Linked DNA regions of Mus musculus: all the other regions are linked to region 2. A link is a contact called in public Hi-C, HiChIP or PLAC-seq and promoter capture Hi-C data. All regions are on one chromosome and are shown on one strand. Each heading gives the region's core, a stretch centred on a gene start, on an enhancer-like site or on the middle of the called end of the contact. The rest is flanking DNA. Distances are from core to core; before and after follow the strand shown.

Evidence for each region. Promoter capture Hi-C pulls out the DNA fragments that hold promoters and counts their contacts. A called contact is a pair of places that touch in the nucleus more often than the background predicts. HiChIP or PLAC-seq counts read pairs in DNA pulled down with a chosen protein or histone mark.
Region 1: an H3K4me3 HiChIP or PLAC-seq map of forebrain shows a contact between it and region 2, with 7 times the contacts expected there. The contact joins the enhancer-like site here to the promoter of Opcml in region 2. A contact is called at or near these places in 5 of 39 promoter capture datasets (the 3T3-L1 cell line, maxillary cranial neural crest, second pharyngeal arch cranial neural crest and 1 more), 2 of 484 Hi-C or Micro-C datasets (cerebral cortex and cortical neurons), 5 of 115 datasets of contacts at active chromatin or transcription factors (the NIH/3T3 cell line, astrocytes, embryonic forebrain and 2 more) and 2 of 9 other capture datasets (embryonic stem cells and pancreatic islet).
Region 3: an H3K4me3 HiChIP or PLAC-seq map of forebrain shows a contact between it and region 2, with 7 times the contacts expected there. The contact joins the enhancer-like site here to the promoter of Opcml in region 2. A contact is called at or near these places in 9 of 39 promoter capture datasets (the 3T3-L1 cell line, the C10 cell line, cranial neural crest and 6 more), 2 of 484 Hi-C or Micro-C datasets (cerebral cortex and cortical neurons) and 4 of 115 datasets of contacts at active chromatin or transcription factors (embryonic basal ganglia, embryonic forebrain, forebrain and 1 more).
Region 4: a contact with region 2 is called in a Hi-C map of forebrain, with 4 times the contacts expected there. The contact joins the enhancer-like site here to the promoter of Opcml in region 2. A contact is called at or near these places in 5 of 39 promoter capture datasets (cranial neural crest, embryonic stem cells, neural stem cells and 2 more), 7 of 484 Hi-C or Micro-C datasets (the HL-1 cell line, cerebellum, cerebral cortex and 3 more), 9 of 115 datasets of contacts at active chromatin or transcription factors (SST interneurons, T-cell acute lymphoblastic leukemia, embryonic basal ganglia and 6 more) and 2 of 9 other capture datasets (embryonic stem cells and pancreatic islet).
Region 5: a contact with region 2 is called in a promoter capture Hi-C map of hippocampal neurons, with 9 times the contacts expected there. The contact joins the enhancer-like site here to the promoter of Opcml in region 2. A contact is called at or near these places in 7 of 39 promoter capture datasets (the 3T3-L1 cell line, the C10 cell line, embryonic stem cells and 4 more), 6 of 484 Hi-C or Micro-C datasets (the N1E-115 cell line, cerebellar granule neurons, cerebellum and 2 more), 9 of 115 datasets of contacts at active chromatin or transcription factors (the NIH/3T3 cell line, SST interneurons, VIP interneurons and 6 more) and 2 of 9 other capture datasets (embryonic stem cells and liver).
Region 6: a Hi-C map of nephron progenitors shows a contact between it and region 2, with 2.8 times the contacts expected there. The contact joins the enhancer-like site here to the promoter of Opcml in region 2. A contact is called at or near these places in 5 of 39 promoter capture datasets (the 3T3-L1 cell line, cranial neural crest, frontonasal cranial neural crest and 2 more), 4 of 484 Hi-C or Micro-C datasets (cerebral cortex, cortical neurons and nephron progenitors), 3 of 115 datasets of contacts at active chromatin or transcription factors (SST interneurons, forebrain and neural progenitor cells) and 1 of 9 other capture datasets (adipose tissue).

What each region holds. Positions count from the first base shown.
Region 1 is chr9:28,216,999-28,219,958 of GRCm38.p6, reverse strand. All of the region lies in intron 1 of Opcml (opioid binding protein/cell adhesion molecule-like), which reads right to left. Among named protein-coding and RNA genes, the nearest start is that of Gm39313, 180 kb to the left of the region's middle. Within about 2 kb of position 1,663, at least 6 of the 459 cell types and tissues checked have an H3K27ac peak or open chromatin away from gene starts, as enhancers often do. A contact at or near this core is called in cortical neurons and forebrain, where this site is marked.
Region 2 is chr9:27,789,936-27,793,001 of GRCm38.p6, reverse strand. It overlaps Opcml (opioid binding protein/cell adhesion molecule-like), which reads right to left and starts at 1,703. Exons shown (of 8, transcript NM_177906.5): 1 at 1,556-1,703. The coding sequence starts at 1,616. It overlaps Gm39314 (a long non-coding RNA gene), which reads left to right and starts at 1,933. Exons shown (of 3, transcript XR_870601.1): 1 at 1,933-2,016.
Region 3 is chr9:27,452,493-27,455,818 of GRCm38.p6, reverse strand. No RefSeq gene overlaps it. Among named protein-coding and RNA genes, the nearest start is that of Spata19, 57 kb to the right of the region's middle. Within about 2 kb of position 1,323, at least 23 of the 459 cell types and tissues checked have an H3K27ac peak or open chromatin away from gene starts, as enhancers often do. A contact at or near this core is called in cerebral cortex, cortical neurons and forebrain, where this site is marked.
Region 4 is chr9:28,162,560-28,165,469 of GRCm38.p6, reverse strand. The region is part of intron 1 of Opcml (opioid binding protein/cell adhesion molecule-like); the gene reads right to left. Among named protein-coding and RNA genes, the nearest start is that of Gm39313, 230 kb to the left of the region's middle. Within about 2 kb of position 1,334, at least 17 of the 459 cell types and tissues checked have an H3K27ac peak or open chromatin away from gene starts, as enhancers often do. A contact at or near this core is called in forebrain, neural progenitor cells and neural stem cells, where this site is marked.
Region 5 is chr9:28,195,666-28,198,543 of GRCm38.p6, reverse strand. The region is part of intron 1 of Opcml (opioid binding protein/cell adhesion molecule-like); the gene reads right to left. Among named protein-coding and RNA genes, the nearest start is that of Gm39313, 200 kb to the left of the region's middle. Within about 2 kb of position 1,258, at least 13 of the 459 cell types and tissues checked have an H3K27ac peak or open chromatin away from gene starts, as enhancers often do. A contact at or near this core is called in the N1E-115 cell line, cerebellum and hippocampal neurons, where this site is marked.
Region 6 is chr9:28,079,222-28,082,336 of GRCm38.p6, reverse strand. All of the region lies in intron 1 of Opcml (opioid binding protein/cell adhesion molecule-like), which reads right to left. Among named protein-coding and RNA genes, the nearest start is that of Opcml, 290 kb to the right of the region's middle. Within about 2 kb of position 1,501, at least 5 of the 459 cell types and tissues checked have an H3K27ac peak or open chromatin away from gene starts, as enhancers often do. A contact at or near this core is called in nephron progenitors, where this site is marked.

The DNA.
Region 1 (2,960 bases), core at 414-2,913, 430 kb before region 2:
TTTCTGAGACTACAATTCTGTTGTCTTCACTCTCAATGAGGTCACTGGGCTCTTTGTCTTGGCACATTCCCCCATCTTAGTTAGTACAGGACTGTTTCAACATCAGCTCTCTCATTAGTTCTATTGGTTTCAAGGGCCCTATGGACCCTCTAAATGTAATGTTTAACACCCATGAGAAAATGAGTCTTTCTGATGGGTCTTTCATCATCTCTTCCCATCTGGAGCTCCCTTTAAACTCACAGATCCCACCTGCTAAGAAAACAATGAACTCCAGTGACTTTTCTTTGTGCGCAGACAGAACTCCCATAAAATAAAGCTGGTATCAGAAGAAGCAATTCCTGGTTGTTGTTGGTGTGGGCAGGCTGATCCTGTATGGATGATACTGGTCCTACCATTTTCTGGGAGTTTCACTGAGATTTGATATTTCCACCTTTGATTGGCACCTGTTAATAACCCCAAAGATGGGTACAGGATGCTTATACTGTAAGCCAGAGTTATCTATGACTTTATTTTCCATCAGCTTTGTCATTCAAGGGCAGTAGAAAAGGATATTATTATTTTTCTTAAAATGCTGTTATGGCTTCACAGACACGGGACTGAGGAAATGGTCCTGTGTCTGCTTTCATGATGATGCTCGGGAAAGATTATGCCAGGATTGTTTGCAATATTCAAAGAATTCATTCGTGAGGTTTATTACCTCCGTATTGATGCATGACAGCCATCATGGTGACAATGCTGTTTGTTCCTTATATTAATCTGGGCAGTACCATTCAAATCATATAATGCATATATACATATATATATATATATATATATATATATATATATATATATATGAAATAAATAAGATTCTGACCTTGAAGTTCAGTGACTTTTTACTGATAAAGGGGGGGGTGCTAGAAGAAACAAAATACCTATTAGTCACTTGAAAAAAAATAATACCTAAAAATTAATGTTGACATTAAAGAAAATCAGTCATCGTGGTGCTCAGTGTGTAAAAGAACTGAGTGGTAACTGAATAAAATTCAAAACAACCTAGCAAATAAAATCTGATCCATCTCCATTTTCCCCAAATCATAAAATCTGTGACTTATTTTCTAGGTGTGAGCAAGGAAAGGCATCCGTGTGCTTCCTCCTTTCACAGATGAGAGAATAAAGTTGGAGAGCTAGGAGTGAGAAGCCAAGTGAGCCAACAAGCCTACTTGTTTGCCCAATTTTCTCTGTGTATGAATGCCAGAGGCATAGCCATGCTCGCCTGAAGCAGGAAAATGTCGTCCCTGTCTCATGCTGTATCACCGTGATATATCCTTTTGCTGTAGTCTGTAATGTGTCACCAGCCCTTACAAAGTCAGTGCCAAGAGTGTGCAAGTTAGGAGACACAGGGGACTATAATTACATTGTCCTCAAGGAAGAGCAAACTGCCCTTTGGGCAATTTCCCTGTGACTGCCCCTGCCATCGGCTCCAAGGAGGGGTGTGATGACATCTGTCTTCTTGGTACACAGGCCAAATTTAGGCAGGATCTGGTAGTTACAATTTACACCTGCCATTTCTGAACACTGTGAAATAAGCCAAATGCATTTGAAAATGACTTATTTAAAGCTCAGTGACAGAGCTGGGTTTGCTCATAGTCATCATGTGAAAATGGTCTTTCTATTCTGTCCTTCCCCAGAGAGACAGTGGACCTATGAAGAGCTGTCCCACCTCTTTCCATCTGCCTATCAGGCTGTAGGGATGGCTGGCCGCTTGCCACCCATTCTTTCTCCTGTCCTTGGGATTAGCTGTTGCTTGCCACCCATTCTTTCTCCTGTCCTTGGGATTAGCTGTTAGCTGGAATGTGGATTGTTTTTGTGCTTCACTAAAAGAGTCCTTAAAACCCATCAAGAAATCAGCATTTCATTCTCCATTTTCTTAAGCAGGAATTTAGACCTCAAACTTTGAAACTTGCACAGAAAAGGAACAAGGAGAAAGAAAAGAGAAAGAACAGGACCAGGACCATGTCTGTCTTGTAAATAGTTTCTTGCATGAACAACATAATCTCATTCTTGAAACACAATAAACTCCAAAGATAGTGCGTATCTTAGCATGTAAACAAGGAACTTGAATCAAGCCTAAAGCCAAATCCTGGCAGCGCACACTAATATCCCCTACAGCGAATGGATAGCACAATTTTAATACCACACAGGAGCAATAGAGTGAACAGACTCCAAATAATTGAGGATATTCCTTAGTTTTTAGCACACAGAAAATTTACAGATGCTTGATGGCAACTGCATGCTCTGACCTCTGAGTGCCACACACATTCTGCCTTCTGGATGCTTTCCTCATTAGAATGGAGGTGAAGGTATGGCCATCCATTATGAAAGTATCATCGCTGTAAAACAAGCAGGAGGACTACAGATCAAGCTGGGAGCACGATGGGAGTCCAGGCCCTTTGGGAAAAAGGCCACAGTAGGACCTGCTTTTTTTTTTTTTTTTAAATAGTCTCCCAGGTGGTTGTTTTTAATAAACAGAGCTCAAGAAAAAAAAAGAATCCCTACTATGTATAGTTGCTAAAGGATTTCTACATCTAGTCATCTTACTGCTTTCAGAAATCTGGTCCCAAGGACTGCTGTCTCCAGAGTCCTGTTCCCATCATGGGACTTTCCTTGGATTTCTTGCTCTGCTTAAACATCTATCAGCTGTCTATAGTGGGACTGCTCTCTGTGCCTCCAGCAGACTCCTCCTCCTTCCTGGTGCCAATGAATGGACACAACACTGTTCTAGTTGCTCTTACAAAAATCCCAGAGCTATTCTGATTCCTTATTGCATTCCTTCTTTCTTGTCCTTTCACCTTTTCTTTCTCCTTCCCTCCTTCCCTTCTTTCTTTCCTTTCTTCTTTCTTTCCTTCTTTTCTAATATCATTTTTGTCCATTGAAATCTCATTGGTTCTGACTTCATGATATATCCAAAATTGAGTATA
Region 2 (3,066 bases), core at 454-2,953:
TGGGGAGGCATAAAATTTCCAAATGAATTAAAATGTATTTAATAAAGTGGTGCAACATTATACAAGGGATATCTTTTCTTTTTTAAAAAATCATCAGTTTTCTCTTTCATCCCAATAAGTTCCTTTCTTTTTTTCTAATTTTCTTTGTTAGCTTAGAAGAACTTTGGAGAATTAGGTTTAAATGAAAGGGAAGAAAACCTCACCGAGGCATCCTGAATATAAAATGAAGAATTATGTGCTTCACCTATGAACGTGAGGGTTAACAATATTGGCATTCATGTCTGTACATATGTAAGGGAATTTAGGTCTAAGCTAATGTTTAACGGAAAACATGCTATCTCCATTTGCAACATGAGGAGAGAGAGGGAAGAGAGAGAGAGAGAGAGAGAGAGAGAGAGAGAGAGAGAGAGAGAGAGAGAGAGAGAGGAAGAAATGCCCCCTAAAGGGTGAGGTTTAGTGTGGAAGACCCAGAGACCCTTTGATGCTGCCTAAAATGTTGGCAAGCCTTCCAAGCCCCTTCAGCATTGTGTGAAAGATGCCTGCAGGCATGGTCCTCTGCTTGCAGAAGGCTCTGAAGCAATTACCAACCCTATTAAGATGTGCGGGAGTCTGCAAGGAGTCTAGCAGGCTGACTGGGGAGGGTTGCGAAGGTTGCCTTGAAGCATCTTACCTGGGTCACTGCAGACTTGGTCTGCCCAAACAAGTAAGTGCTGTGAGAAAGAGCACTGCATTAACATCTCTGCCCACCATTGGGACTCTAGCAACCCTCCACTGGGATTAGATTTCCCAACATTCGCCCGGCTTGGACCAGATCAAATCTACTAGGGAAAATTTATGTCTCTGCTGTGATGTGATGATTAGGAAGGAGAAAGTGGATTTCAAAGGCACAATCTGCCCATTTGGTGGAAGGATAAAGAAAGGACAAGAGGTGGTGGAAGGATTGTGTTAAGACAAAAAAAAATGCAGTAGAGAAAAATTCGTGAAAGAATGAGAAGGCAAACAAGGAGGTAGGGATCTGCAGTGGGAATCAAGGGAAGGGTTCAGAAGGATGGAAAAGAAGAGAGGAGAGAACGTTGGGAAGAGAGAAAAAAAAACAGGAAGGGGGGAAGAAAAAAGCATAGGAAACAGAGACGCAGAGATTACTACATTCAGAAAAACAGAGACCAGTACTGAGCGGGATGCCAGTTCCTGCTGCAGGTCCCGACAGCAGCGCTCAAGAAGGCTTTTGCGCCCCGGAGTTTAAGCCCCTCTTCTGTCACCCTTGGGACCACAGCTGGTCAATGCCAGTTGTGCCTTTCACAGAACCAGCAGCGCCTTGCAGCACGGTGCGGATCTCGAACCCAGCTCTCCCGAGAAGGGAGCAAATCGCTTGCTGTGGGCATCTGTCTGCCTGAGAGCCAGCTAGCCAGTGAGTGTGTGTGCACACGCGGCAAGCCTATCTTACTCACATGCCTCTTACACTCCCTCTTTTCCTCCTTGCCTCTCCCTCTTCCCCTTCTGCCCTAGCAGCGGCATCATTGCTCAGAGAGAGAAAACACCCTTCTTTGCTGGGTACCTGGGATGAAGAGCAGGGCAGTGGTGGCCGAGAAGACGATCCAGTAGGCGGGATGGTACATCTCGAGGCTGTGGTGCGCGGCGGCCCGGCTAGCTCCTGCTGGTGCTGCTGCTACTGCTGCTGCTACCGAGGCTGCTTCCTCTGTGCTGAATTCTGAGCAGGTTTAAATCCAATGTTTGCAAAGGGAGGGAGAGAGCAGAAGAGAGAGAGAGCGCGCGAGATGGGAGCAGGCAGACAGCGTCTCTGATTTTTTTTCCCCTTGCACATACACACAACTGCTAAGAATCATTAGCACCAATCTTCACTGGGCGCACAGCAGACCACCTCCAAGCCACATATTGGCTCCACTCTCCTGAGCGACACCGGGAGACTTTCCTGTTGGGAAGGCTCCACTCCGAGGGGAGTTGAAGCCTGTCCCTTGCGCACCCCCCTCACCGCGCAGCAGTACTGCTGGGATCTGTGTGAGTATGCCAGTGTGCTTCGCATGGGCACACCCGCTCCTGGGTGGGCAGCAGGAGGGGTCTAATGCCCTTTCCTAAATCTTACCCCAGCAGGTCTCGGGACACAAGGATCAGGAAAGGGCTGCTTCCTGGCAGAAATTGACTAATGCTCATGCCAAGACCTTATCATTCCTTCTTCCTGGTCTCCAGCCCAGGATGCAGCCAGAGCTTTGCTCACAGGCTGCTCAAAGGCATCAAGTCCCCATCCCGCCAGCAAGAGTACTTGAAAGCAGCCTAACTCCCCAGCTGGAAAATGGACATGTTCAGGTTTTTTTTTTTTTTCTCATCAAAGATACAGGGAATCTAATTTGAGCCAGCTCCCCCAAATTAGAGCATTAGGGAATTCTACCAAGACAAAACCCCAAACAATTGCCATGATCCCAGCACACTTAGATAGGGACATCCAGATTAGGTCTTAAGGAAGAAGAGACTTGCAGAAGTCCTCAGAAGAAGGCTCACAGCCATGCCTGTGACTTTGACCTTTCTTTTCTTTTCCTTCCTTCCTTCCTTCCTTCCTTCCTTCCTTCCTTCCTTCCTTCCTTCCTTCCTTCCTTTTCCTTTCTTCTTTCTTCTTTCTTCTTTCTTTCTTTCTTTCTTCTTTTTTCTTTCTTTTTTCTTTTCTCTCTTTCTCTCTCTCTCTTTCTTTCTTTCTTCTTTCTTTCTTTCTTTCTTTCTTTCTTTCTTCAAAAGATTTAAATAAAAAAAAAGTTGCAGGCTGCTCACCTGAAACAGAGGGCCAGCCATCCTTCACCTCCTTCAATGGCCAATGACTGACGGGGGAAGAAAAGAGAAGAGGCTTGAGTGCCTAGGGAATAATAATCTTTCTTTCTTTCTTTCTTTCTTTCTTTCTTTCTTTCTTTCTTTCTTTCTTTCTTTCACCATGATCCAATTTGCATCTGTGTAATCATAGTTTATAGGAACACTACAGAAGGCAGCCAAAACACACTCTATCTGTCCTCCCTGGAATGTGAATTGCACACTGCTGCATGGCCCCTGAACTCTGTGAAAGGG
Region 3 (3,326 bases), core at 74-2,573, 340 kb after region 2:
CATCTCTTTAAGTCTCATTTTGCTGCATCTCTACATAATTTTTGAGTAGAATGATGCTTAGAACATGAGAAAGTTGAGTCCGGTCATGGTCATTTGAAACAACAGTGAGACCCTCCACCTGTCAGAAGGGCTGTTATCAGAAAAGGACTGGGGGTGCTGAGGAGGGCAAGCTTGGCAGGCTGCTGATGGGAATGTGCATTGGCATTGCTGTTACTGCTACAGCAGAAGCTCCTCCAAATGTCCCAACCAAAGCTAGCTCAGAGAAGACATTACATTCAAGGAGCCACAGCAAGCACAGAAGGACAAGCACTGTGAGACCTCGCTGAAGTCTGGAATCTAAAGCAGTGGACATCAAAGAAGCCCGGAGTGGCATGGTAGCTGCCAAAAACAAGAGCAGAGGAGAAGTGTGGAGACACTGGTCAACGTTCAGACTTTGTCCTAAGATGAGAATTTAAGATGTAACACAAAGGAGAAAGGATACAGCGAGTGATTTGATTGCAGTGACCCTGTCATGGTGTGTACATATAAAACCTTAAATACATACAGTTTTATTTATCAGCTGAATATTTTTAATTAATTTTCAGTGCATTGACTATAAAGAATACCTAAGCTGTGAGACTGGAGAAATGAAACAGTAATCAACAGGGCATATTGCTGCTCTGGAGAACCATAATTTTGTTCTCAGCACCCCTGTTGGAAGGCACACAACTGCCAGGCACTCCTTCTCCAGGGGATCCATGTGTTCTCTTCTGGCCTCACCAGCGCAGACCCACACAGAGAAAACACACAAAATTAAAATAAAATCTAAAGGGCATGATGGTGAACATCTATAACCCTAACACAGGTGAGGCAGAGGTAGGAGAATTGCCACGAGTTCAAGGCTAGCCTACGTGACAAAACAAAACAAAACAAAACAAAACAAAACAGAGGAAGAAAGAAAAGAAAACCTAAACATGGGATTTCTAGAAAAAAAAAAAACAAACAAAAACAAAAAACCCCACCTTTTCTCAACCCCTCATAGAACAAAGTAGTTAGCTGCTAATGTGATCCTTAGCTCTATTCAGAGGACAGAAAAAGCATAACTAATGAACTCCACAGCCCTTACCCCCACCCGATCACACACACACATTATCAGGACACTTGGATTTTACTCTTCAATGGGCTCCTTCCTCTTCTGTAAAAAGAAAGCAGATGTCCTCCAGGCAATTTTTCTCTAAAGGACCTCAGAAAGCAGCATCTGCTGCAGGCTCTGCCCGCCCTTCCAGACGCTTCTGAAGATGAGGGAATTTCCTTCCTTCCTGGGCCACCCCTCCCTGAGTCTCCACCCACAGAGCCAAGCTTGCCTGGTCTGCTCCACCACAGAGCATGAGGACAGATCTGATATACATAAATCAACATATTACTCATTTTCTAGCACTGCCTTTGACAGCTGTTACATGAGCACATTGTTAGAAACTGTCAAGCAATGATACACAGTGCCTTTTACAACATATGTTGACTTTTATCTAATGTAGTTCCATAATTAGCCCCGGGGAAAGCGAAGCCAAGCATCCACCTGGCTGTGTGATCTCAGTTAACCTTTGCTGTGCTCTGAGGAACGTTACCAGGGTCAGGGTAGAGCCAGGGCAGCTGCAGCCCAGGGCTCAGGAGAGGCCAGAGTTTGGGGCTGCCAAGAGAAGACACACTTCCTTTACTTTCCTACCATCCGGTCCAGGAGAAGTAAGTCAGCAGCCAGAGCCTCCGGGAACCGGAGTGCTGGCCGGATCTGGGTGAGCTCTGGAGCCACATTAGGAAAACATCTCCCTGGAACTGGGTCACACAACATAAAAGAACTTCGAGGAGAAAGCTGAGTGTCACTTCAAGCATTATTCTTGGTGTTGTACTGTTTTTCTTTTAGAAAATAAAGATGAAAGTTGCAAACTACACATGCAAAAGAGGAGATAAAAAGCACATGTCACGGCAGGCTCCAGCAACAGGTGACTACATCACAATATGGCAGGTGACCTTGGGGCAATAGTCTAGACTCTAGTTCTGGATCCCTGGTGCACTTGCTAAGTATCCATGAAAGGCCCTCCATTTCCATAAATGTGTTCTGTGTCATTAAGGTTGAGTGACACGGGTGTTGTTCTTCATGGCCTCTTCAGCACCCTGGACAGTGTCTAGATCACTACATACTTGGGGAATCATATACACATGTATGTTCACCTGTATGTGCATGTCAGGAGATGCACTTATGTGCACCCATTTGTGGAGAGGCCAAAGGTGTATCCCTCCATCATGCTCTCTTATTCTTTGAGATAGGCTCTTTCACTGAGCCTGGTATTCACTGTTTCAGCTAGATTGGATGGCCAGGTGACCCTCCAGGAATCCTATGTCCTCTGCCTCTGAGATCTAGGACCACAGGCTCCTGCCACAATTCCTGACATTTTATACAGGTGCTGAAGATATGAATTCAAGTCCTTATGCCTGTATAGCCAGCATTTTGCTGCCATTTTCCAAGCAAGTAATGTTTTAATACATGAGTTCCTGTATGGAGTGTTCTAATGAGGAATAAATGAAAAGACACAAATACATTCAGTGGAAAGAAAATCGGTGCCCAGATATGGGTTATCTGATTTAATTTTTCATGTCTGCTTTGGGAGGCAGTCAGGAATAGAGCTCTGACTACTATGGAGGCAACACATCAGAATAAATCTGAGGGAATCTGAAAGCATAATGGGAACCAAAAACATGAGCGTTTTCTAAATATTCATTTAAGACAGCTGAAGACACATGGCATGTTCTACACAGACATGCCAAATCAAAACAGGGAAAGGCAGATGAACGCTTTGCAGATGCTCCCCTGTTCTTATGCTGTGCTTACAAATCCTGCTGAGCCACCCCTGAGTATCAGTCTTGCCTCCACCTCTGTGAATCCAGAGCCCCTCGGGGAGCAAGATGCCTGCTGTCTAGGGATGCAGCCTACACCTCTTTGGATTTGATCCCAGGATATTTATCCTGAAGTCAGGACACTGAGTGTGGCCTGTCCAGTGGTAAAGCAGGTCCAGAAAGCAACAATAAGGTAAGAATTGCTACATATGGAAGGAGAGGGTAAAGAACAGGGCTAAATAGACCATAGAGTAGACAGTCGGGGCTGGATAAAGAGATGTCCCAAAGAAAGAAGAAAAGTGAGAGGGAAAGTGATCCTAGATGATAAGAGAAGAAAACCTCACCAGCATTCATGATATGGAAAGTTCAAGAAAGATATGAATGAGAAATAACTCAGTATGTGTGCCAGCTAATAAAGGTTGGGTAACTTTACTGAAACATGTGAAGAAAATTATAGA
Region 4 (2,910 bases), core at 85-2,584, 370 kb before region 2:
TACTACTTCCTGCTTTCAAGATGAAGTCAGTTTTCTCCTGATTAGGCAGCTAGGCTTTGAAGGTGGTAGCCCCAGGTTCTTGCTCTGTGAGTCTCTTGTTTACTTACAGCACCAAGGAGAGCAGGCACCAGGCAGTTTTGTAGGAGGTGCCCTACCACATGCTTTCTGCTCCTGACCTTTCCTCTAAGGTTACACCCTGTTTTTCTTCAGGATGCTTCTTTGATGACTTCAGACTACATGGGTGTCTAGAGCCCCAAATCCCAAAATGCACCTCAACTGTGGCAAGTCTCGGTGGATCTATCTCCATCTATCACGGGGAAACCTAAATGATGAAGACAATGACTTTCTTCTTGAAAGAAGCATGCTGTGTGGGCCACTGTGTGTAAGTTTTGCATCCACTCCCAGTGAGTGGATTCATTAATTGTCTGATGGTGCCTCAATCACTTGAGGATAAAAGTCTCTCTCTTCTTTCACCCAAGCAGTAATAACGCCTTTGCTCTGTGACAGATAATGCTTGGACAAGAAAACTATAGGATAATAAGAAATGGCCAACACCTGTAAGGCCCTCAAAATTAAATAGAAAAGGACGCATTTAAATATTATGATATACCATAATAATAAACACCCCCACATAAGGTTCTTGAGTCCTTATGTTCCCTGCATAAACTTTTTTAATCCACAGAGTAGCCCCAATAGTTTATTCAGTTAATTTGAATGATGAGATTGCTATACAGAGATTAAATTACCTGCCCTGGCTCACATAACGAATGATAACAGAGACAGGATTCAAAGCCAAGAATTTAAGTGCAGAATGTATTATTGTTTATTTTCACGGTTTATGTGTTTGTTTGTAGTATATTTATGTACTGTGTGGGTGTATGTGTGTATGGAATATGCACATGTGTGAATGTGCATGTATGCCTGTGCGTACATCTGGAGGCCAAAGTGGGACCTTGAGTGTTCCACTGAACCATTCTCAGCTTTATGTTTTTGAGTCAGCATCTCTAACTAAGCTTAAAGCTTAGCTAGAAGCCAGCAAACCCCACCTGTCCTCCTGTATCTGCCCCTCCTTAGTGCTAGTATTCAGGTGTGTGGAGAATTCTTTCTGGCTTTTTACCTGGGTGCTACGGATTTGAACCCAGGGTCTTATGTTTGAAGAGCAAGCACTCTTACCCACCGAGCCATTTCCCCAGTCCTCAGAGCTGTCCTTTTAACACAGTTCTACATAAAAGAAGCTTTTAATGCTGCAACATTGGCACAGGTCATGGAAACACAGAGGGATCAGTTGTCTTGGCTGTGAGTAGCCATGGAGACAGCAGGAGATTTACTGAGAATAGCCAGAATGGTGAGAACACACAGTTGTGTGGAGAGGGGTAGGGGATACATGGACTTCCTGGCTCTCAGCTGAGTCCTGCACGTCAGCAAAACTTCCCCCTTGACCAGGACAGCATGGAGAATTGGAACCTGACGGGACCAACTCAGGCACAATTGGGACAGTAAGCTCAGGGTAATTCAGATGTGAAACAGAATAAAGTCGTTTGCAATTATCAGCCCCGTGCTCTTTGTGGGAGTGTTAACACTGCTCTGCAAGTCAGCTCTGTGAGTGCTGGCATTGTTTTGAATCACTACCCCTGCATCTTTTGCATATTATCTAGAAGAGAAGTGTGTGATTAAAGGCAAATAGGCTTGCACTTTTCTCCAGTGTTTGGCTGTACCTATTCGTAACTAGAAATAGCAGTGAAAGAAAATGGGGCTAAAATGGGTTAGAATAGGGGGCTGGGAGATAGTTCAACTGCTTTGCTTTACAAGCCTGAAGACCTGAGTTAGAGCCTTAGAATGTGTGTTAACTAGCTGGGCTAAGTAGCATGCACTTAGAATCTCATTGCTGGACAAGCAGTAACAGGTAGATATCTGGGACTCCCTGGCTATCCAGTTCAGCCTATTTGTCAGGTTCTAGATCATCAGTGCCAAAAGAATGATGCCTAAGTTTGTTCTCTCATCTCCATACTTTACATGCACATGTGTGCATTCATGCAAGTGCATGTATGTGTGTGCGTGCATGCACATACACACATTCACAAACACACAAACAAATACACAGAGAGATAGACAGACAGAGGGACAAACAGATGGACAGGAAGACAGACAGACAGAGGTTAAACATCCATAAGATGATCTAGATGACAACCTGAGAAAGATGTTTCCTCAGTGGACGAAAGATGCAGGGTTAGGTACCATGCCTGAAGGGCCACTCTGGTGCTAGCAGTGCCCACTGGCTGCTTGCGTCATTATCTCATCACTTCTTTGTTTGGATCCCTCATCATTAATAATACGATAATATAGTCCAAATTTCAGAGTTGCTGAAAAATGCAAAATAAATAATGTATGCAAAACCACTAGACGCTTGTTAAAAATTATCAATAAACACAATCCCATTTTCTTTTCTAACTCTGCCCAATTCCAAACAGATCTGAAAGCTAGCTGCCTTCTAATTTGGGGCCAAACATTCTGACTACAGTCTATCTTGTCAAAGGCCCTCTCCACAGGCTTATGATGAGTCAGAGAGATTTTTTGTAATATTTTTCAATCCCATTTTTTTCAGCTATAAATGTTGATGCTTATATGTTTTCTCATTCTTAAAGAAATTATAGGTCAACATTAGGGTCTCCCTGTTTTGCCTTCAAGACCCCATGCATCTCTTCATGTAGCACCTCCAGGGTGATTGCATGTTGTCAGCACTTGGCCATAGCCAACAGCTCCCAAATCTGTGGTTCAGCATAGGCTACTCTGGAATGGGTCACTCACTCCAAGGCTGCTCTTCCAGTAATCAGTGCCTACCACCTACCCTTTCACCTTTTTGTTGACTTCTCTTTCTTGGAGGAGGGAGATTATCTTCCCCACTCACATGGC
Region 5 (2,878 bases), core at 9-2,508, 410 kb before region 2:
CACAGAATGTGAGATAGTTCGCCAGCTCCTTTCACTGCCTTTGATAACACAGGCCCCAGATTCATCCCTGCTGTATAATGAAAACCTCAGCCTGAATTGTATCAATGCAAATCACAGGAGCTGCCTGCAAGCTTGTGTATTATAACTTATCTGTGGGGCCAATAAAAAGATATGCCATTATCAGTCTTGTCCACTTAACTATTAATAAGGTTCCCTCGGCCCTTTCATCCCACCGCTCTCTCCAGCTCCCACTGCTAGCACCGGGGCCTGCTTGCCTTCCCCACTGGCAGGCTCAACCAAGGAGAGTGGAGTGCCTTAAGTGTTGCAAAATGCAATGCATGAAAAGGAAAATAACTTGAGCGTTCTTCAGGAACACTCAGGTTTTCATTCCAAAGCCTGGAGATTCCCAGGACTGAGATGCCCCCTCCCCCATCTGAACTACAACATCTTTTCAAGTGCTGCAGAGGGGTTTCCCAACGGATGGGGTGTCTTCAACCTCTGTTCTTGTCCTTTGGAGCACTGAAGGCAGGAGGAGGATGGGGGCCAGAGACCACAGATGACTTGGGAGGCTGGCTCTGGGCCTTCGCTTCCAGCTGTGACACTTGCATCAGGATGTGCTTCCTCCCTGTTCTCTGCCTTCTTTGCTGTTCTACAAAGTCCTGTGCAATCCTCACCTAGCCATACCCAAGTGAGCTGAAATAGTACCCTGCGGCAACCACCAGGTGGCTGTCTTTTCTCTCAACCCAGCACCCTTGGGCTGCAGGAGAAAGCAGAGCCCTGAGAGCCAGGCTCCATAGAGAAGACCAGCAAGGTCCTTTGGCACTCTGGTTTATGTGTAATTATTGTCACTTCCCTCTGCTGGTATTTTCTTGAGCATTTTTCCCCGCTTCCCAGATTCTTCTTCTCTTCATCCTGACTGTTTTTCTACTGGGCATTTTATCCAAATTTACAGATGTAGTCACTAAAAGGAAATCTCTGAAAGAAAGAATCTGACTGGCATTTTTTCTTATGTGTCCATCTACCTTACTGTGTCTGATACTCAATTCAGGTTAATTAACGTCATGCTGAACTCCCATTTGGTGATGCTTGCATGTCTATATTGTTTCTTGTGACCTTCACAACATAATTCCTAACAATAAATAACACCTGAAGTGCTATTTACCCCCACTTATTACAGAAGCCTGGGAGACAGGCAGAATGGCGTCCTGATTACCGTGTGGTTAGCTGAATAACTGCCAAGACTTGACCAGAACAAGCTGGCTTCCATTGTGTCCTGTTCCCCTTTAGTGATGTCATTTCTCTGTGCAAGGGCAGGCACAGGAGCTGCTCCTTCCTTTCCTCCACAGCTTGTCACTTATTTCTTTAAACTGTTATTACAGATGGAGCCCTGCTTTTGAGTCAGGATCCCCTCTGATAGCAACACCAGCTAAACCTGTCCCCATCCCATCAGATGTTCCATATGGCTGACCAATAATCAACCATGAATATTTATAACATTTCAGAAAGCACCTCCACCTGCAATGCTCTGTAGAAGTCTGTGATAATTTAGAGTACAGGATGAAATTTCTCAAGTGCAGACTGGGCTGAGGCTGGGCGACACCAATGCCGCAGTGGGTACAGTGTGTCCATGCCCAGGATTGCTAAGGCATGGCTTTTCTTCTAATTGGGTATCCTTCTCCCACACATGGCCTTTGCAAACAGAAACACCAAAAGTAGTTTCCTTTGTTTTAGTTAGCAAAACACATGAAGAGTAAGTTGCTTAGACACACAAGAAGAGAGCAGAATGCAATCCAACAAGTTGGAGAGTTGCCATAGGCAACAGCTGCAAGCCTCCACTGAGAGGGGAAAAAGCAATATTGACCAAGAAGTAGCATATCCCCCTCCACACATCCATCTGACAGTGTGTCCCTCACCTGTATTTACTCAAAAGACCTCAGAATCTACTTAGCTTGAGAAGCTTATTTCTAGCATCTGCAGATGCTCAGGAATGTAGTGTCTGAGACAGGAGAGTGAGAGACAGGTAAGGGAAATTAATAATGTATGCAGTAAAGCCCATTTAGTTTTCTTGCTGGGAAAAGGGGCTCCTGTGAGGAAAGATGGAGTAAGTGGTTTGAAATGATGTGCATAGAGAGGAGGATGGTTCTGGCAGGATGAGAATAGAGTGTCTGTTGAAATGTCCAAGCTCTACAACCAAAGCCAAAGCTCTCCACAGATGAGCTCTTAGTGCTGGCAGGGCCTCAGTTCTCCTTTCCCTGCCTCTGTCTGCTGAAGATCAGAAGTACACGAAGGCACACAGGGGTAGACATTCCATCTAGAAAGAAGCAACTTTCTAGATCAGTAGGGAAAGCTGTGAGAAACACCAGACACCTGTAGCAGCCTGGGAACCTCTAACACTAGATGTAAGCCAGCATCCTGGTAGGTTAGGCAGGCATTCAGGAGGCAGAGGGGGAACGAGGAGTGGCCTCCCCATAATCTGGTGCTCTTTGAATCAGACATACAGGCTCAAAGGAGTGGAAGAGATACGAGGTGGAGCTAGTGAGAAGCAAAGAGAGAAAACAAACGCTGATGGGAGGTGGATAGGCTCGGACTGCCCTGGAAATTAAACAGGAAATGTAAGGTGTGGCTACATTTTGAAGGAGTTTGAGTTCAAGGGATTTGGGTAAGAAAGATCTGCATGGTGTATGGGGAGTGGAGAGTAAATTTTCTCAGGATATTAGTTTTCAGTAGAAAAGGATAATTAATCATCATGGACTCTTTAAGATCCATATCCCTAGTAGCCCAGAAAGGCTGGCTTGGCTTCCAGTACCAGGAGTGTTGTCCCTTCTTTCAAGTAGGTTTTATGTCCAATTAGACCACTGTCGGGCGCCACTGAAGTGTG
Region 6 (3,115 bases), core at 252-2,751, 290 kb before region 2:
CTCTCAATGGCCCCTTAGCACTTGAGCTCCTAGATATCTTCCATGTATTTATCTGGTCTGAAATACTCAGTGCTATTCTACTGAGGCTTGAACCTCTAGTGTATGAACCATAGGGGACAAGACGAGTGTAATCCATAGCAATCATACACCATATCAGAAAGAAAAACAGCCTTGTCTTGGTCCTAACTGTATAATAGACAGACACCTAACTAGCTCTCTTTGGCTGCAGTCAAAATCGTGTAGTCAAGAGAATCAGGGTCGATAGAATCCAACCTACTCCCCTGTGAGGAATATTGGGCTGCCATAACAAAATGAACAGGCTGGATTAGTTAGCAACACAATCCTCCCCCACATTCCAAGTTTTAGAGGCAAATAGTCATGTGGGGTGTGTGTGTGTGTGTGTGTGTGTGTGTGTGTGTGTGCTCAAGCATGAGTGCATCCCTGCATAACTGAAGTAGGTTCACCTTGATGATCTCACTTAATCACAATTCCCCCTTTAAAACCTCTTGCTTCAGGGCTACCTCTGTAGTACTGTGCTAGCCTAGCATGTGCCAGGACCCAATTTCCATCTTGTATAGCAGAAAAATATCCTCTTCAAGCTTTGGACACACTCAGAGGTTCTAGGGTAATATGGGAAATATGAAGGAGAGAGGAGGGCATCGTTCAACCACAATAGCACTGCACTGTGTAGAGCCGTTGACTAACTGTATAATACCAGCTAAGTAAAGTAGAGAGGTGCTCAGTTAGTTTGAGAGAAGATACACTGTGCCTGTTTCTGCAATTATATTTCTTTTTTACTTACTTTTTTGGGGGTATTTTCTTGCCCCATTTAAAAATAACCACTAACATTTATACACTTAAACTATTTCAATTCTAAAGAAATAATACACCTTGCAAAAACAAACAAACAAACAGACAAACTAAAAGTCACACACAATAGTAAGTAGCATAGACAATCAGAGCACATTTTCACTCTCTTGTGCTTTTTTATTAGCTGGCTTCCATCCTTGTGAGAATGTCAAACTCAGTGGTTATTTGTTACAAGCAGCTGCTTAGACCTGGGAGCCTTGCTGAACTCTAAACCCCAGTGTCTCCTGAAATGTGGAGTCGGACTTAGTGCAAAGAAGCTGAGGTTTTCTCACACAAGTTGCAAGGCTGGGAGACTGTACAGCATAAAACCCAGCCCTGAGAAGAACTGAGCAGACATATTGTGGTTGTGCCTTGAATGTTGTATCTCCCGAGGGCGGAGAGAACTTTGCTGGCCCCCTACACTCACCTCACTTGCCATTTTTACCTGCAGTTATTTTTGTTGCAATAACCAGCTGCAAAGTAACTTGATCTAGGGGGCAAGAGGTGAGAAGCATTTATCCTTCCAGGTGCAGTGGAGCGAAGGGCTCTGACTCACTGCAAATGTGTTCACAGCAAGAAGACAAGACCCTGCAGAGGAAAGCAGACATCTGCTGTGGGAAAGGAAGGCGGGGATAAGGCTGGGAAGCAGAGGAAGGCAGAGCCAGGTTTTTGGACAGGCAGAGAAGCCAGCTATCCACGTGGGATTCAGAGTCTACCCCAGTCTTCTCTGCTCTTTTCTTAAGGAACTGGAAGTTCTTCTGGGGTACTTAGAAAGGCACCACTGCTCTGCTGTGGGTTCTGCTAGAAGCAGACACTGAGACTGATATGGAGACAATTGTTTATTTGGTCAGAAAGAAAAACACCTGAGGGAATGAGTCAGGTCAAAGCTACAAGCCGGTGCATCTTGATTCCACTATGGAGAAAGCTCATAACCACTGGAGAGCCTGCATTTCAGAGTTACCCTGGTCCTCATAGCTTCCCAGTGGAGGCAAGTGGAGAACATACAGAGCCTTGAATATTGACAGAGCATCCATTGCTAGTCCCCAATATTGCTAAGCATTCATCTAATGGGACCAAATGAACTAACCCAATAAGCTAATGAAGAGTGCAAACCTGAATGTTGGAACCTAGAACAGACAAGCTGTATAGTCAGTAGTCTATGAGGAAGCAGCAAGTCCCCAAATGCCCATTTCCTTCATGATGCTATTCGGTTGACTTGAAAACGACTCTGCCCTGTGCAAAAAGATGTGTTTCTGAAAAGGTGGGCTGGAACTAGAAGACACCCCTCTCCTAGATCTTCATAGGAGGCATCAGTGCAAAGCCATGTAATCCTTCCTCTCCATGATTCTCAGCACACTGTACTACAAGGAAAGAACAAAGCATACTCCTTCAGAGAAGGAGAACTTCTGGACCGTTAATTCTTAGGAAATTCTGTAGGTGGGAGCTTGTTTTATGCTAAAATGAATATGTCCTAAACACAGGCCAAGTAGCAGGAAGAGGAAGTAGGTCATAGCCTTCTTAAAAGTCAAAGAAGCCATTTTAGGATTCCAGCTTTGCCTCTGATGTAAAATGAATGCCCTTGAGCAACCAGAATGGTGAGCAAAGTTCCAAGGACGAATAAGACACCTGCAAAAATTAGAAACCATCCCAAGGTAAATAAATGGATCAGAGTCTTCTGTGTACCTGTTATGGTTCTGAACATGGGGTGTTCCTCGCAGGCTCATGTGCAGAGTGCATGGTAGCTGATTGGTTGTATTATTCTGGCCAGTGCCTGAAATATTAGGGTAGAGAGACTTTATCTGAAAGAAGTAGAAGGGCATGCCTTTGAAGGTTATACATTGTCACCAGACTTTTCTTCTCTCACTGCTTCTGATCCACCATGAGATGAAGAACATTTTTTGATACATATGTCTACTGCTGGGGTGTTCTGCTCAAGAACAGAGCCAAGAGATCATGGACTGAAACCTTTGGAATTGTGAACCAAAATACCCTTCGCCACCTTGCATTGCTTTCTCAAGTATTTTGTCTTGGAGATAAAAAGGTGAAATACACAAGCCATCCCCCAGTGTACAGCACTGGCAGAACATGCATTTATTCTTTTATTTCAAATGACTTTCAGTATTTGTTATGGGGGCAGGGGCATGAGAGTGCCATGCAATAAATGTGGCAGTCAGAGGATAACCTATGAGAGTTGGATTTCTCCTTCTACCATGTGGGTTCCATGGAGATCAAACTCACATGGTTAGACTTGGCTGCAAGCATCTTT